Regions from separate parts of the Danio rerio genome. Here regions 1 and 3 are each linked to region 2. A link is a contact called in public HiChIP or PLAC-seq and Micro-C data. All regions are on one chromosome and are shown on one strand. Each heading gives the region's core, a stretch centred on a gene start, on an enhancer-like site or on the middle of the called end of the contact. The rest is flanking DNA. Distances are from core to core; before and after follow the strand shown.

Region 1 (3,023 bases), core at 343-2,842, 170 kb after region 2:
CCTGCCCTTCCAGTTTGAGTCTGTGCCTAGTGGGCAGAGTCCATGACTTTGGTACAGTTGCAGAAGGCTTCAATGGAGCTTGTCTGACAGTGGCATGAGTCAGCCACTGTGAAGCAGGGATAGGGTTACTACTCCAAGGTGTAGGGTTAGGAATGACGGGTGTAATAAAGGGTGGTCCCATAGAGTGGGGATGAAATTCAGCAGCCTGCGTGTTCCAAAACATGGCAGGTGTGCTGAGTGATTCTTGGTGCTTTTTTGCCCCTGCATGGTTATGTAGTTGGTCAGGTCTACGATAAACCTGAAAGGCAGAAGGCCGTGGTTCAGTTGAGTTGGCCTCCAGCGTTAGGTGACTAAAGTCAAGAGATATGGTTTTTGTCTCGGGGATATGACCCCCACCGAAACTTAATTCATTCACAGGAGAACTACCACCACGAGCCTCACTGAGCCCAGGGTCAGAGTAAGAGACGTGCTCAGCATGCTCTGCTAAGCTTTGGGGAGCTGGACATTGAGGCTGAGATGCAAGAGACAGTAATTGAGAAGAAGAGGGCAGAGAAGAGAGAGGTATTGAGGACACTGGAGAATGAGAGCTCGCTTGCATTTGCTGTGTTGTCAAAGTTTGAAGTTCTTGATCTAAGAGAGCATCAAACTCCTCTGTCAGGCAAGTTTCATCAGGACTGAGCTCTGGTTGAGATCGAGGCTGATTTGAAAAGACAAAGCGCTGCGCTGTCCCACTGAGGAGATCTGTTTGAGTGGTGTTGGTTCTGAGGAGAGCAGCGGCCTGCTCAAAGCCTGAGAGGGGTGGAGAAGGTGGTGCTATGCCCTCAGCAGCGTCTGACATCTCCAAAAGGGAATCCATTGCATTGTCCACTAATGCAGAGAGATGAGGAGAAACAATTTTTAAATAACAAGTACAGCCTACACTAGATAATTTTACAAAAAGACCATCTTATTCTCACCAAAGATGCATTTATTAGATGAAAAATAATTTAAAAAAGAAATATTTCTAGCCCTAAAACGGTGTTTGTTTGTAATTCACTATATTTAATGTTTATTTTAATTTAGTTTTGCCCATACACAAATAAAATTCGAGCTAAAATAAACTATACTATAGAAATTTGCTATTTTTGATACCAATAATGATATTAGTTACGTAATGTTTGGTCAATTGTAAGCAGCCTTGAGACGTTTTAGTACTGTGTGCTGCCTCGTACATTCTTCCAACAACGAACTTTAAGTTAGACAGACACTGATTAAAATTAAACCCAGGAGTGATCATTCATGCGCACCTTTAAAATCGACCTCTGAGAGCACCATGCAAATGACTTCTGGATCCAGATGTGAAAACATCTCCTGCATTCGCTGGATGATCTCGTCCCGACTTTGAGATTCCACCCGACCGCTGCTGTAATGCGTAGAGGAGCCTAAATGTGTTGCGCCCGCCCGAGTCACAAAAGACCCATTTGTCCCGTATGCTCGACTCTCGGAACCGCTTCCGTACTCAGCCGACTGCATTGGTGCTCGGGACGGACTATGTCCGTTTTTCTTTTTCTTTGGCATTCTGATGTGCCCCGTTTCAAATCACCAACAACTCTGTTTACAAGTTTTACTAGAGGAACCAAAAGTAAAAGAAACCCAGAAGAGGTGACTCTCAACTCCAAAGCAAAAACACTGCATCGCCTCTAGTGGATGGAAACAGCATGACACCAATTTTGTTATGGTTACCCATGGACAGGGACAGTCAAAGAAAAACAGCTTTTGCGAAGATTGTTAAACAATCAGTCACCCTGTCTGACTGCCTGTCTGTCTGTCTGTCTGTCACGTGATCGAAAATTTGCTAAAAATAATAATTACCATTTTAAAACACTTTAACCCTTTGACTGCCCTCCACCAAACGGTTCAGCATGCTTTGACTGTTTTAAATAATTTCAAAGTAATTTCAAGAATAACTGTCTTAAATAATGATTTGCACACACTGTTGGTTTACAAAAGAAAATAATAATCTAATCTTGTTGCACTACCACACTTGATTTTGGTTTTTATTATTAAAAACATACAAGAAAACATTTTTAATGAGAATCTGAAATATTTTATGGCATATTTAAAAAAATAAAGATGATTTAGTTTTCAAAAATGTTTTATTTTGATTATGTTTTAAATAAATTGATCTTACACTTTATATTTACCCATTTTTCATAGTAAATGTAGCCTTTTGGTAGAGGCTGACATTTTAGAAATTAAGCAACATTAGGAGTTAAGAAATGCAATACAACATTTTTTTTTCTCTCGGTGAGGTAGTTAAAGAGTTAATTCAAGTAGTGTTAGGGGCAACAATTTCATAAAATAAAATGAACTAAAAAAAATTTAATGCAGTAAAATGTAAATAAGTAATCTGCTGTTTCATTAAGCTAAACAAAAATGATACATTTGTAATAGAAATAAACAAAACTGCATCAACATAATCTATTATAGCATTTATAAAATATTTTAAATGCTATTCAATTAGCAAAAAATATCATAATTCTTATTAAAATTAACAAACATAAATTACTAAAACAAACAAATGTTTATTTGATGTTAGTTAAGTATTTGCAAGGTAGATAAATGCTAAAATGAAAAAAATTTCTAAACAATAGATTAAAAAAAATTAATTCATTTTCTTTTCAGCTTAGTCTCTTTTATTAATCTGGGGTCGCCACAGCAGAATGAACCGCCAACTTATTTCACACGTTTAAACGTTTTATTATTATTATTATTCCAATTACAGCAAAGACTCCTGCAAGTCCTGCAGGAATTACAAAATCCTGCAGGATTTGCCACTTCCTTGATTCCATTGTAAAACCTGTAAGAAATTCCTGCACATATGTTCAATGTGTCCTACAGGATTTTTTAATTCCCGCAGGACAGCAGCTATCCAGCAAGGAAAAAAATAAATCCTTCAGGATTCCTGTAAAAAGTACTGCATGAATCTAAAACCTGTATAGGAATTGCCTGCACATAATGTCAATTTGTCCTGCAGGATTTCA
Region 2 (3,219 bases), core at 705-3,204:
TAAACGGGGCAGCATTTATGACAGAACACGATATATGTGAACCCACACTATATCAGTTTGTACGCATAAAATGAGCGACTCCACCCCGAGCTCCGACAGTTAACGTTAGCAACAACATAAAAACAAGAAAGCTAAATCATCACCTAAATGTTAACACATTGAAAAACCGTCAATAACGTCGTCGTCGTCAGTGTCTCTGCGAAACAATTAAATCCTTATCAAAAAGTTTTAATGGAGGAAAAACTCTTTAAACCGTGTCATACCTGCATAAAAGGCTTGGAAAACTTCTCTGTTGAAAAACGACGAAAGCGCCACTTTTCAAAACGTGCTCTCGCGAGACGTTAGGGGAAAACCGCCTGGAAGCTGTATCCAATGAACAGAAGGTTTCCTCCTTCTAAACAATACCTCAGAGTTTCCTCCAGAGGGCGTTCATAGGCTTGCTACACGGGTTTATAGGTTTATAGGGCACTGTTGAAATCCTCCTAGGTCCAATTCTCAGGACTTTTTTCACAATGGATTCCCTTTCTTGTCGGATTAGTCCCTTTATTAATCCGGGGTCGCCACAGTGGAATGAACCGCCCACAATAGATGTATTTGTGTACTATTTTTTAATAACAACCAGAATACCACATCGTTGTGATTTTTTTAGATGCAGACCACCAAATATGATCACACTCGTATGAGAGACCACCGCCCAAAGTTGTAAAAGAAATCTCGTTTTTTTTTTGTATTGAATTTTTACAAACCAAAAAATATCAAGAAAATTTAAATTTAAAAAGGGTATAAAATGATATTTCGAAAATATTGATTCTATTAATCTATGTTAATAAGTTTTATACCCATTATAGTGCATTTAACTTATGTAATTAGACTTTTCTATATCTTAGACTAAAATAGTATTGATTTAATTGTGTTTTATTATTTTTTAATTAATTATTAATAAATAAATTGTTTGTTTAAATTTAGTTTGTATTTATTTCATTATTTATTTTTAATATAATTTAATTATTTAATTTGACTTGAATATTTAATAATATTTGATTTATTATTGTAGAATTATTATATTAAGATTACTTTCATTCATTTGTTAGTTTCTTTTATGCTAAAATTTGTTTATTTATTAAAATGACTTGTTTTTAAGTCCATTTATTAATCTGGGATCGTCACAGCGGAATGAATCGCCAACATATTCAGCACATGTTCTACACAGCAGATGCCCTTCCAGCTGCAACCCATACACATCTCAATCACATCCATACACACTCATTCACACACATACACTACGGCCAATTTAGCTTACCCAATTCACCTAGCGGGGGGGGGGTGGGACCCAATTCACCTAGCGGGGGGGTGGGGAGGGGGGAAACGAGCACCCGGAGGAAACCCACGCGAACGCAGGTAGAACATGCAAACTCCACACAGAAATGACAACTGACCCAGCCGAGACTCAAACAGCACCCTTTTTGTTGTGAGCTTCTTCTTCTTTTCACGCTATTTAGGCTATTTGTAAAAAAAATACTTAAATGTTCATTGAACTTTAGTTCTCTCTTTGGAGGTTCCAGAACACTTTGAAAACGTAAATCTACCCTTACGCTTAATGAGAACACTCAAAAAAAGAAGAAAGCATTTATTTTACGTTCATTTAGATCATACTGCAGTTCTCAGTTACTTTTGTTTATTATAAAACGATTTAATCTTTAAACATCATGTGAATGCGAGTAGCTGTGGTTACTGTAACGAAACTAAGGCGTGGAACCTGCGCGTGCTTGTGTTTGTTGTGCTGTTGCGCGTGCTGCTGTTCAGGGGAGGGGCCATGATTACACTGCAGTACCCGTGACTCCTAATGTTAGACGGTAGTCACGCCCCGGGTAAAAGACAGGTGTCCGGACTGGGGGCACATGCCGTCAGCGAGTTGTGTACCGCGGGGTGGTGGATCACCGATGGCATTATTTTGTGAGCTGTGCGCTCACCGGGAGCAGCTTCATGGCGGAGCGGTGGGGTGTTCGCCGGTCGCTGCAGCATGCAGAATGCTTTCGGCTGTCGTAAGGACACTACCTTCAGGATCACGTAAAGACGACCAGGGTGTTGCGCAGCCCAGTTTGTGATTGATCAGCGTGATCTAACGGGTTATTATGGCTTCCAGCTCTGGTAAGATGAACCATCCCCCCGGCGGCAGCGGTGCATGCAACGGGACTGCTATTGCGGACATCCCCAGTGTGAATGTAGAACAGGAATTGTATGATTATCAAATGCACACGAAAATGTGCAAGAAAATAGCACAGCTAACCAAGGTAAGCGCATAGTTTTTTTTCCCCTCAAGTATCATTTAACTGTTTCCTGGATATCAGATAGATAGATAGATAGATAGATAGATAGATAGATAGATAGATAGATAGATAGATAGATAGATAGATAGATGTACGCGTGCATGTGTGTTAATCACCCTTTCTACTGCACACATTTACGTTACATTAATATTTACATATACTTGGCACTACAAGACAGTGTAGTGTGTAAATATAAATGGTTGACACATCAGAATTTTATGCTGCCTGATGACCCACTGGCTTTTTTAAGGAATGCAACAGGGTTTTAATGTACTGGGCGTCGCATCACTGTATTTCCATTACAGATGCAGAACCTGGCAGAAGGTAATCCAAGACAGTCACGATTTCAATAGACACTGCAAATGCGATTATATGGAGTTTATCATTCAAACTCATGCTACAAATTGCTCATCAAAAAATAACGTGACCCGTGGGTGATCACTGGCAGCAGAAATCAGATTTGGATGTCTGTGTATCCATCAGATCGCATGCAGCATTCAGTGACCCGAATAAGTAAACGTGACAGAGTTCGGCTTAGCAAAAGACAATTCTACTAACGGAACTTTTTTTTGCTTTTACAATTTATGCTTGTTCATTAAACAGGGTTGGATAAAATAATTATTAGGCTATTTTTGTTAAAGTTAGCAGTTCATTCCGCTACGGCGAACCCTGACAAATCAGGAACTAAAGCTGAAGGAAAGTGAATGAACGAATGAATGTTAATTCGTAGTGGTGTTGTGGTTTGTTACACCATTTTTGAACTACACGAAAACTAATCTTGCAGCAGCTTAAATACATTTTTTGATTTATTATATTTTTGGCCATCTTTAGTACAATGTTATTGCTTAAATTAAACACAACAAAACTCAGCCTTCAGAAATCATGCCAAACA
Region 3 (3,358 bases), core at 845-3,344, 140 kb after region 2:
ACTATATTATACTTTATTTATTTGTACTCCACTGATGAAAGTTTGAGCAAATGTTAACAGACTTAAAAAACAAAAACAAACAAAAAAAGAATGGTCCGTCCCTTGAATAGTCTTTGAAATACCAAAAAAAAAGGATAAAATAAAATAAAAAACATCAGGCAATAGTCCTAATTTTTCTTAGATGTAAATTAAAATAAAAAAACATGCTAAGAGGACAGCAGGCCCGTTTCATCACAGGGCCCAGGACAACTTTAACTTGGTACAATTGCCATAACTCCCCTGCTGTTGTAGTAAAATTTAAGAACTGTCGCTTTGTTTTCCGAAAAAATCAGACCAACACACCTGCTACAGCTTATTAATTTATTTTATATTACAAAATGGGTTAAATCCGAATATGACATTTCTGACATGTTAAAAAAACAACGACAAAGATTATTCTCCAAAAGAAGGTAATGAATTGCACTTCCTAGGCCTACATCGGCTGCCATGAGGGTTAAGTACTTTTAGTTAAATTGCAAATTCTGAGAATTATGTAAATCCTTTTAAAATTACTTTAATGGCTTGCACATCTCATCTTCGTAATCAGTTGCACATGTTGTTTCCACTTTGAGTTCCATTTTGTTTTGGGCAGAACAAAAATAGGTTTGACAAATTAACTGAGTCTAGAAGATGACACTATCAAAAAAACTAAACAAAAATACAAATTTTTGTTAACAAAATAAACTAGTAAATTAAAAATGAGACAGCTCTATAAAAAGGATCACGTTTTAACTAAAGTGCTTCACAGTCAAGTTTTCTATTATGATTTAATATATAATTCTAATTGAAGACAGCCCTTAACATTTCAATTTCAATTATTGATTAATGAACTTCCCTTTACAATTACATTTTGTACTTTACACTAGAAATTTCGAATTCACAAACATTGTTTTAAAGCACAGCAGTTAATAGATGTATAACAGAATATATCAATGAAAAACAACTTACCCCTTTGAGCTCTTAAATTGAGAGTGTCACGGGTGCATTTCGTTTTGTTAATTACTTTTGTTTAGTTTTTTTTTTTAAAGAATGACTTCAGTTTAGATACCAGTCCAATTCTGCATATTTTTCAAAACTACAATTGTTAAACAGGAAATTCAAGTCCTCGTAAGAACAGAAAGATCATATCCTCTTGTAGGGAAATGAAATGTGAGGCTGGGCTCTTTTCTCTGTAAAATCTTACATCAAATCTTTTTGATGCTTCCGCTGTGACTGTGTGACGTTCTCAGCTCATCTGTCGAGTCTTGCTTCTTCTGCAGTCAAGAACTCGTTTTGTGCATGACCTCAGTCTCATGCAGTAAGGAGAAAAACAGATATAACCAAAAACAAGACAAACCCTGATGAAACTTAAGGTTTTGTTCTAATGCTGGGGCTCAGTAATTTAGTTAAATTAATCTTGCTATATTAGAAGCCAAACATTACCATTTAATAAAGGTGACTCCCAGCTAGTATTAAATTAACAGTTACCATAGCAGCTTGTCAGTAAGAACATTTAGTTTAAGTGCAATACAGTAATTACAGTACCATAGCCTCAGAGCACTTGTCTAGGTGAATAAGGAGCATGTTACTGAGACATGATAGTTGTAGTAACCCAAAACTAAAAATTCTGTCATCGTTTATTTACCCGTTTCTTGTTCCAAACATGTTTAATTTTCTTTCATCTGTTGAACATAAAATCAGCTAATAAAGAAAGCTGACCTTTAGTTTTTTTATTATTATTATTATTTAACTTTATGTTACTGGTTTTGGCTTTTACTTGAGTTCAGTTATGTTCAATGCAATAGAAAATGTAAAATCAATACAGCAAAGATTTTTACAATACAAAGTTTTTTCAATGGTTCTAGTGTAATAAATTCATTTTTTTAGCTGTGCAAATGTGCAATTTGGTGTTAATGGTCATTCATTGACATGTACATAATGTATGAAGAAATTCAATACTTTTTATTATGTTTATTATTATAAAAATTAGTAAAAGTTAGAGAAAACGGCTTTTTACTCAAAAAGATAAAAGGGAGATAAGTAGAAATATGTGTACTGCAAGTTTATCATCAAATGTTTTTAGTTTGGAGTGCTAAGAAAACTGTGTAAATATAATGCAGTAGCATTTTAGATTCAGAAGCCTCGTGTTAGATTGTAGACACCAAAGTCACTCATTAGCGGTTTGAGTGCACTACTTAGTCAACAACATCGCCCTCTGATGGACAGGAAGTGCAACTTTATTCAATTTAACAGCTGCCTCTTTCATCATGGAGAGATCTGACCTTTACCAATTCAAACAAACGTCAGCTACTGAGCATTCTACAAGCTAGAGTATTTTCCCCCACCAACGGTTTCTACTGATTAAAAAAAGAGAAAGACAATCGAGGATGTGAAAATGCTCAGCTGTGAGCTCCAGGCGGTTGCTAAGCTATGCCATTTCAAGCCCTAGACACATTCAAAATTATCCACTTTTAAATTTCACCAAATTTCACTTAAAGAAAACTTGTATATTTTATGATTTTATTCTTCCTTTCTCTTCAATTTCAAACAAAATAAAACAAATTGCTACATATAAAATCTTTTGAGGATCAAAATTTTGTTTCACAAAAAATATTTTCCACAAATTTACACACAAGAATTACAATAAGAATTGTTATTTGCATAGCAGAGTTACGCTTTCTAAAATATATACATGACAATATTTGAAACTGGAAATATAAAACCCTTGAGCTAAAACTCAAAAAGCAGCATAAAATGAATATTTCTGATGCTCACAAAGTAAAATGCAAAGCAAAGTGAGGATCAGCTTTTATATTTCCAGATATGTATAGCATTCTGTGACCTTCACATTTACCCTGACGCTAGACAGCAAACAAGATCTTATAAAACTTGTGTGGTACTGCACTCATAATTCAAAAGTATGCGTCAACAATATACCATTAATAAAATACGACATCGATTTTGAGAAAATGCTATTTAAGCTAATTATATTAAAATGTGGTGAAAGCATAACATGTATATTCAATACAATGTAAAATGCTGTGGTAAATATGCAGTACCCTGATAGTTTTATGTCTTACATAAACTCTTTCACAATACAAAAAGCTGTGAAAATAGACATGTATGCAGTTAAAAGACAAAAAACATTATTATTATTACTGGCACTACTGATCTTTAGCGAAGACACTTTGGATTAAGGCAGTGAAGAGAGAAATTTTTAAGTAAAAGCTTCATCGTAGCAGCTCTTTCAATGAAGTGTAACCAGCACCAACCCGATCTTAGGCTCAGTATAACTGTGAGAAAAACAGAAAGAAACGATAGAAAGAAATTACAAATCATG

What was found. A called contact is a pair of places that touch in the nucleus more often than the background predicts. HiChIP or PLAC-seq counts read pairs in DNA pulled down with a chosen protein or histone mark.
Region 1: a contact with region 2 is called in an H3K4me3 HiChIP or PLAC-seq map of embryo, with 4 times the contacts expected there. The contact joins the promoter of n4bp2 here to the promoter of fam184b in region 2. A contact is called at or near these places in 1 of 18 Hi-C or Micro-C datasets (an unstated tissue) and 1 of 4 datasets of contacts at active chromatin or transcription factors (embryo).
Region 3: a Micro-C map of caudal fin shows a contact between it and region 2, with 5 times the contacts expected there. The contact joins the promoter of rhoh here to the promoter of fam184b in region 2. A contact is called at or near these places in 2 of 18 Hi-C or Micro-C datasets (caudal fin and hematopoietic stem cells).

Annotation. Positions count from the first base shown.
Region 1 is chr1:24,952,390-24,955,412 of GRCz12tu, reverse strand. It overlaps n4bp2 (NEDD4 binding protein 2), which reads right to left and starts at 1,592. Exons shown (of 16, transcript NM_001079967.1): 1 at 1,287-1,592; 2 at 1-867. The coding sequence starts at 1,557.
Region 2 is chr1:25,121,418-25,124,636 of GRCz12tu, reverse strand. fam184b (family with sequence similarity 184 member B) reads left to right here and starts at 1,954. Exons shown (of 18, transcript NM_001201530.1): 1 at 1,954-2,291. The coding sequence starts at 2,133. ncapg (non-SMC condensin I complex, subunit G) reads right to left here and starts at 309. Exons shown (of 22, transcript NM_001256205.1): 1 at 264-309.
Region 3 is chr1:24,979,679-24,983,036 of GRCz12tu, reverse strand. It overlaps rhoh (ras homolog family member H), which reads right to left and starts at 2,094. Exons shown (of 3, transcript NM_001327973.1): 1 at 988-2,094. n4bp2 (NEDD4 binding protein 2) reads right to left here. Exons shown (of 16, transcript NM_001079967.1): 16 at 2,558-3,311. The coding sequence ends at 3,266. It overlaps LOC141385573 (a long non-coding RNA gene), which reads left to right. Exons shown (of 3, transcript XR_012406210.1): 3 at 1-123.